2 separate regions of the Danio rerio genome follow, and region 1 is linked to region 2. The links are chromatin contacts, called in public Micro-C maps. All regions are on one chromosome and are shown on one strand. Each heading gives the region's core, a stretch centred on a gene start, on an enhancer-like site or on the middle of the called end of the contact. The rest is flanking DNA. Distances are from core to core; before and after follow the strand shown.

Region 1 (3,791 bases), core at 21-2,520, 140 kb after region 2:
TTCTTCCTGTGTTGGCATGGGTTTCCTCCAGGTGCTCCAGTTTCCCACACAAGTCCAAAGACATGCGCTATATATGAATTAAGTAGGCTATACTGTCCATAGTGTATGTGTGTGAATGAGAGTGTATGGGTGTTTCCCAGTGATGGGTTGCAGTTGGAAAGGCATCTGCTGTGTAAAACATATGCTGGATAAGTTAGCAGTTCATTCCGCTGTGGCGCCCCCAGATTAATAAAAGGACTAAGCCGAAAAGAAAATCTGAAAGAAAACAAACTTGACTGATATCTACCTTCTGCCCCTTTTCCAAGTGATCAACAAAAAGTCAAGTTATTATTTGTTGCTCTTACAACTGGGATCACTGACAAGACTTTTGTCAGGTAATGTATACTGGCTAATGGCTAATGATATAAATGATTATATGGAGATATATAATGGTTTTAAAGGGATAGTCCACCCAAAACTGGAAATTCTGTCATCATTTACTCACCCTTCACTTCCAAATCAGAGTTTGTTTCTTCTGTTGAACACAAAAGGTGATATTTATTAAAATGTTAAAAACCTGTTACAATTGACTTTCATAGTTTTTCCCCCAAACAGAATAAAAAAATTCATAAAAGTTTGGAACCACTTGGGGGAGAGTAGATAATAATGAATAGATTTTCATTTTTGGTTGAACAATTGCTCTAATGGAAACTGGTCTTTGCAGGCCTAAATGCAATTTAGTGTATTTTGTTGATGACACCAGTACATTCCATCAAAATGTACTAGTTTTAATGTTTAAATTCAAATGTTTTGTGATTCTAATAATAGGCTATGTGTAGTAGAAACTATTATAAGTTATGTGATGATTTTTTATTTAGCCTATTTATTTACACTTTTTATAGCAGAGTTTTTTGCAATACATTGTCAAAAATAGTCTATATTTTGTACGACTACCTATAAGAAAAACAAATCATTGGGTTTGATTACTCCACTTCCTCGATTGCGTTGTACCACATTTGCTTCCTCTGTTCCTCAGCTTTTTCTGACGAAAATGAGGAAGGCCATTTCTATTTTGACTACTCACAGTAAAACTGATCTTCTTGCTACTCACAGTAGAACTCGTTTATCATATCAACAGCTGCATTTAATTGAATTGATGTAACTCAACCAGTGATACCACATTTCAGCACATTCCATGAAGAAGCGGGTGTGTCAAACTGAACTTTGTTGATTTGCGCTTCAACCAAGTACAACGGAAATCCCCGAAGTTCCACGAAGCTCTCCGAAATACACTTGCGGATGTATGAGTTGCGCACAAGGGGTGGCGGTACGAGTAAAATTTCAGAATTGCAATAGCAAGTCATATAAGGATCAGAAAAGAAGTACAACTATTCGGTTCCTTTAAAGATCAGAAAATGAACGGCTTTCACCTATTCGCGTTTTTAATAGGGCTGTTAATTGCGGACAGCCAAGCAATAATCAGGTAAATGCAAGCATTTTCTTATTTGTTAGTGATCTAATTGTATTTGTATCTGTTCAACATGTGTTTCTACATACGCATTGTATGTATTTATGTAATTTTGCTTTAAATATCTCTTAATGTATTTGCAACATTCAGCTATATTTGAAATCAGCTATAGTTTTGCAATCAAATGAAATACATCTGATATATATCATCAGTTAAGACTATTTTCATACACATCATAATTACAGTGCTGCTTTTGGAGGTTGTGTGTAAAAAGCTTAAAACAGCAGCAGCATCAACTGGCGCTGAAGATCAGGAAGTTGAACTCACATGACCGAGTATGGCTACATTTCAGTAAACAGTTACATGTGTGATCTACTGTTCGCAAAGTCCAATTTGATAAGCCATATAATGTAAACAAACGTCGAAGCAACAAAACTTATTTTCATAAAGCGAGTTGAAATGTCAGGCTTACAGTTGTTTATAATGGCTGCGATCTAGTTTGACGCAGTGATGTTCAGCTCGTGATCAGATCTTTTAAGCGTAAGAGTTGATTTAATCGACCAATAAATTGGCATGTTTTCTTATATAATCGCCTCACATTGTTAAGGTACATGAAAACCTCTCACTAGTACAAAAACCTGAAAGTTTAAGTTGACTTCAAATCGACCAATAGCAATGCAATGCTTTGCTCATGCGTAGCTATTCATGGGCGGTGTTATCAATGCTTTTCTGAACGCACTGCCACCATATTAACTGTCATTAATCTTAACATACATTTATGTAAAAACAATCTGATCGATACTCATTAAAATATCCAAAAGGCTACATTTTGTGGCTGAAGGGAAATTCTATAAAACTGAAAATGAAAGTTAAAATATATTTTCTAAAATAACAAGGCATCTTGATACAATAAACGTTTGTTCCACTGAAATGTTTGTTTTTGTGTGTCTTCTGTATATCATGTTGAAAATGTCTCATCAGGGGTGTCCAAACTCGGTCCTGAAGGCCCGGTGTCCTGCAAAGTTTAGTTCCAACCTCAATCAGACACACCTGGGCTAGCTAATCAAGCTCTTAGTAGGCTTTCTAGAAACATAAACGCAGGTGTGTTGAGGCAAGATGGAGCTAAAACCTACAGGACAATCAATCTCCAGGACTGAGTTTGGACACCCCTGGTCTAAATGGAAAAAAATGTAAGCAGTCAGGATACATTAAAGCAAGGGTGACCAACCCTGCTCATGGAGATCTACCTTCCTGCAGATTTTAGTTGCAACTCATATCAAACACACCTGCCTGTAATTATCAACTGCTGTTCAGCTCCTAATCATTTGGTTCAGGTGTGTTTGATCAGGGTTGGAGCTGAAATCTGCAGGAAGGTAGATCTCCAGAAACAGGGTTGAGCACTGCTGCGCTAAAGCATGTCTCAAACTAAATTCCTGGAGGGCTGCAGCTTTGCACAGTTTTGCTCCAACCCTATCAAGTACAGCTGATCCAAATAATCAAGGTGTTCAAGAGTCATGAACACCTTCTTTAGTTGGATCAGGTGTGTTTGAATAGAATTGGAGCAAAACTGTGCAGAGCTGCCACTTTCCAGGAATCCAGTTTGTGACCTTTGCACTTAAGTGTATGTGGGGGTTGAGGGAAATTAAATCTGTATTAAACTTTTTTGCTTTTCTTTAACATCTTAAACTCACCATGGTAATAGCGCAGTGACAATATTTAATCAATAGCAATTATATATGAAAACACACTAAAATGTATAACACAATAGCAAAAATGCAGCATTACATGGATCATAATGATGTCATTTTTATTAATACATTTTTATAAACTATTAAAATGTAGTGTAATTATTTTTAGGGGGTTTTCACCTTTATTGTCTAGGGCAGTACAGTTGAGACAGAAAAGTGTGGGAAGCAGAGAAAGGGGAACAGAATCAGCAAAGACCTCAAGCTGGAAACTGAACTTGTCACCGCGAGCTAGGGCTGCACGATATTTGAAAAAAACTGACATACTTTTTTTCCTGCAATATTGAATAAAATTTCTGGAATAGCTCTTTTTGGAAAAATAACAATTTAGGAAATTTTGTACTGATTATGATGATTTTGTAGAGGAGTAAAAAATAAAATACTTATTCCCAGGACCGTTTATATCGAAGTTGATATTTAGCTGCACCGTATTAGTGTTTTGTAACAACTCATTTTTACGAGGCGAGTCATTAGCCCAATTCTCAACCCCCAACTTGGAGGGCATACACATACACTACGGACAATTTAGCTTACCCAATTCACCTATACCGCATGTCTTTGGACTTGTGGTGGATACCCAGAGGAAACCCAAACCAACA
Region 2 (4,315 bases), core at 947-3,446:
TTTCATATCCATTTCTCGGCAAAAACAGTCGCGCTCCTTCCTTGACGCGCGCGAACTCTCGTGGCCATTCGTGCTCGGTGCAGTGCTGAAGGGACGGCGAAGTATGGCAATCCTAGGTAACATTCAGCGTTTAGCATTAGACATTCTTACGCTTGTCACTTGTTGTAATTAGTTCTTTTTACAGTTATATTGTACTTTTTTCCCTAAATGTCTGTGCAAACGTGCATAACTCTAGGTATACTAACCCTTCTTTCAGTATGTGAGAACCTGTTGATTTAACCACTGCACAGGCCAAATTGATTTGAAATTTGTGGCTTGCTGTATCTTAACTGACTCCATAGCTCCTTTCACAGAGTGATACCGGTAAATATCCGAATCATTTCCGGAATGACTTTACCAGAAAATTTTAAAAAGCGCTGTTCACACAGGCGAGGACGTTATGGAATTCTTTTTCTGGAAAAGAGCATTCACACATCCATTCCAAAATACGGGTAAATTCTGACTTCATTAACAAGAAATGAGCTCTAAACGGCTGCGCTTGTGATCGTTAACATTTGACTACATTACAAACTCTGTGGATGAATCAGTATTGTGAACAACGTCAATAAAAATTTATAAAGAAACACTTTCGCATGTCGAGATGTTCATAATATGGGTGTGCTGGCGCTCACTGGATGCTTCACGGGCACACGTGACACGTCACACAACTGAAGGAAGCAGAGCTTAAAGTTAAACAAACAACGGCTTATCATAAGCATCTTATCGATAATTATTTACACAGCTGACATTAAAAAGAAACATATAAATGTTATTTGACTAAAATCTAGCAGCTAAATGTGACTTGAAAAATATTCAAAGGCTTTTATTTTTATAAACCACGAGGAAGTGAATGCGTCTGACTGTTCTGATTGGCTGAAGTAAACGTCTCACGGCAGCGCATTCTAGACTGCACACGTTCTTTCCCGCAATGAGCGCAGTATTCCGGCAAATTACAAGTAATGTTACAACTTCCCTTTCCAGAAAATTGCCGAAACGAATTCACCGGTATTTTCAAAAAGGGCCTGGCTCTAAATAAGCAAGTTTTAGCTACTTTTAACATTCAGAAAAAGAAAAACACCTGTGAAGAAATTTGCAGAGCAACACAAACAGCAAGCAGAGGTATAAATGCACGACTATGCGTAAGGCAGGCACCATGGGTCACGCAGATCCCTCCACACCAACACGATCATGCATGCAAGGATCAATCCTGCTTCAGATCTGCTTACGCTGTGCATTGCTGCACTACTTTGCCATGCTGTATGAAAGCTTTGGCTGCATCCAAAATTGCCTATACTCAAGTAGTTACTACATTCATTTAAATTTGAGTTTACTATATGACCATTAGAAAAGTGTATATATAGTATGAATGCGAGTAGTACAAATGGAACTCAGATGTATTACAGCTTACACATTACTATTTGTCATTATTACATGACCTTCCTGCGTCAGTTACAACGCTTCACTCATAAATTCTCTCGCACGGCATCATGGGATAGCATACCCTCCATTGTATGAGGGTCATCCGGGTTGTTTTATCATACTGTTTTTCGAATGCTATGAATTTGGCCATACTAATCAGTTTGCATACTACTTATATAGAAGTATGCGCTTGCGAACGCAACCCCTTATCTGTTAATGTGAGTGATGAAAACAAACATGCTCTGCTTTCATGTGCATTGTGAATGATGCTTTACTGCTGATTGGCTGCAAGTTTGATTTGGGACTCGGTCTGACTTTTGCCGTTTTCTAAATATTGCTAAGTGCCTTGCCTTCGGAAAGCATGTGCTCTCATTAATAATTAAGAAGCAGGGTCTTCTCATAGGATAATATAATAATAATGAGAAACCGACGCATAATCACTGCACTATCAGATTTGCGCTAAGTCACCATTTTTGATCCCGGCCCAAAAAAAATTAAATCCAGAAAATAAAATTAGCTGACAAAAGCTCATAATTATTCGGTTTTCCCCACAATTAAAGCTGACAAGTGCTAACGTTGCCTTAACTGATGCTTAACACACAAATCTGTTCGAATCTTTTAAAAAGGACTCCAGGGTGTCTTGAACCTTTAAAAAATAAAATAAATGCTAAGTCGGCTTGCCATAAGGAGAAGTGGGTGGGCGCGCGCGAGTAGAGCGTGCACGCGCCAAGCAAAGCCAGTGCGTACATGTGTCGCAGATTTTAAAACTCAGAGCTGGACGAGCAGCGGACCCGAAGGTGCACTAAGAGTTCCGACGGCTTTAAATCCTAAGAAAACACACTGCCAGAGTCTACGCGGGACATCTCGACGACATCTCATCCTCTGAAGAGGAAAAACGGAAGAGATCAGAAACTCTTTGCTGCACTGAATGATCTCATGAACATGGAGCTGTCATCAATAGGAGAGCAAGTGTTTGCGGTGGAGTCAATAACGAAGAAGAGGATAAGAAAAGTAAGGACGATGCTGATGCGCATTAAAATAGACTTGGTTCAGCTGTTTTACTGCACAGTATTCTGCAGGCTCTATTTGCTTTCTGTTTTGAAATGATGAATATCCCCTAAAGTCCGCGCAGTTTTGTTTTGTTGGCAGTTTAGGAATGACTCACGAGTGAATAACACATCTGCTTGCGTAACATTTCGAAACTTTCTCTTTGCACAGCTTCTTGTGTGCACAACACTGCGGTAACTTGAATGTTATTCTCGAAAGTTTGTGAATTTTAGTAAGATCTCGCGCTTGAATCGCGAGCGCTATAGATGGAGGGGGTGTGTGAGAACAGCGCGCGTGTCATCATCATCGCCATCGATGCGCTTTTCGCTCGGAAAATCGCCGCGTTTCGTGGCTACGCAGTTTATTTATACGCGCGCAGGGTCACAGATGATGCGCGTAAACATCCGCGCAGTTGTCAAAATAATCGGAGCACTTCGAATCAGTGGCGGAATAAACTCGTTTCTTAATAGGGTGATAAACAAAATAGGTTATGTCTAATAATAGAACACGCACGCGTAAGTATCGCTTTGGTAGGTGTTTTTGTTATTTATTATTTTCTGCGTAATATAGAGCCAGATGTTGTAATGTACAGTAATAGCTGGTGATGATGATGATGATGACTAACGCTGCATGTGCACGCGGTTTCATTTCGCACGCTCGAGCATGAGGGGGGAAAGACCTTCACCGCTCCACACGTTGCACAAAATGAGTTGTTTACGCGTTTCCATGGCCCCACCTATTTCCATCCCATGAATGTTCCTGAAAGTCGCTGTGTTTTTTTTTTTTTTTAAATGGAACTCACGAGCTCACCCATGGTCACGTCACATTACGCACTGCGCGCACGGCTCCGTTTCATCCTGTATAATTTCTGTCAAAATACTACTGCGTGTTGACATCTTAAAGGGACAGCTGAGTGTTTGGATCATGGATTCGTCGAGGAGTATGACGTATGTCTCCATCTGAACTTTAAAAGTGAAAGTGACTCCTTTCTTCTTTCGCTCTCGTTTCAGGGAAATGTGGAATATCTTTTAAAGTGGCAAGGATGGTCGCCTAAGTAAGTTGCTCCCCTATTTAGGTCATTTTTACAAAACAAAATACAGCCTACTACTAGGACACAGTATGTGGGTGCATCTTACAAAAAACATGTGAAGGTCACATCTCACTTTAAAAAGATTAGATTACAAACTAAATAGAAAAAAAACTATGTAAGCATCTTATTGTTTTCCTCTTACATCACATTTATGTCTAGATGAATTACACAAAATGAGTCATGCCCTAGTCATATTTCAGATAATAATCCAAACAAAAGAACAGTGATACATCTTTATAGTAATTTATTTGTTTATTTCATGATATTAAAAGGTTTATTAATATATATATATATATATATATATATATATATATATATATATATATATATATATATATATATATATATTAATGTATTTATTTCTATAAGATTATTGGTTATCCAATTAAGATATAGCCTTGAACTATTCAAATAAACATTATCGGACAAAAATCAATGTAGGCTGTGCATTTTTATTCTGGACACAATAAATAATCTGCACTTCAAACTGTTTTAGCTATGTGCTACTCCAATGACCTCTTTGGGTCTGTCTATGTGACTGTCAGGTACAGCACCTGGGAACCAGAAGACAACATCCTGGACCCTCGTCTTGTCCTTGCCTTCGAAGAAAAGTAAGTTACACTCTGGTACATTTGATTACTAATGAGAAAAGGACCAAATGGTTTATAATTATTATTTTCCATCTCTAATTCCTTTGCATTCCTTTAACAGAGCAGAGAA

The links. A called contact is a pair of places that touch in the nucleus more often than the background predicts.
Region 1: a contact with region 2 is called in a Micro-C map of caudal fin, with 6 times the contacts expected there. The contact joins the promoter of napsa here to the promoter of cbx7a in region 2. A contact is called at or near these places in 2 of 18 Hi-C or Micro-C datasets (caudal fin and hematopoietic stem cells) and 1 of 4 datasets of contacts at active chromatin or transcription factors (gastrula embryo).

What each region holds. Positions count from the first base shown.
Region 1 is chr3:23,863,693-23,867,483 of GRCz12tu, forward strand. napsa (napsin A aspartic peptidase) reads left to right here and starts at 1,271. Exons shown (of 9, transcript NM_200031.1): 1 at 1,271-1,462. The coding sequence starts at 1,395.
Region 2 is chr3:23,727,380-23,731,694 of GRCz12tu, forward strand. It overlaps cbx7a (chromobox homolog 7a), which reads left to right and starts at 2,197. Exons shown (of 6, transcript NM_001017853.2): 1 at 2,197-2,469; 2 at 3,516-3,559; 3 at 4,141-4,206; 4 at 4,307-4,315. The coding sequence starts at 2,401.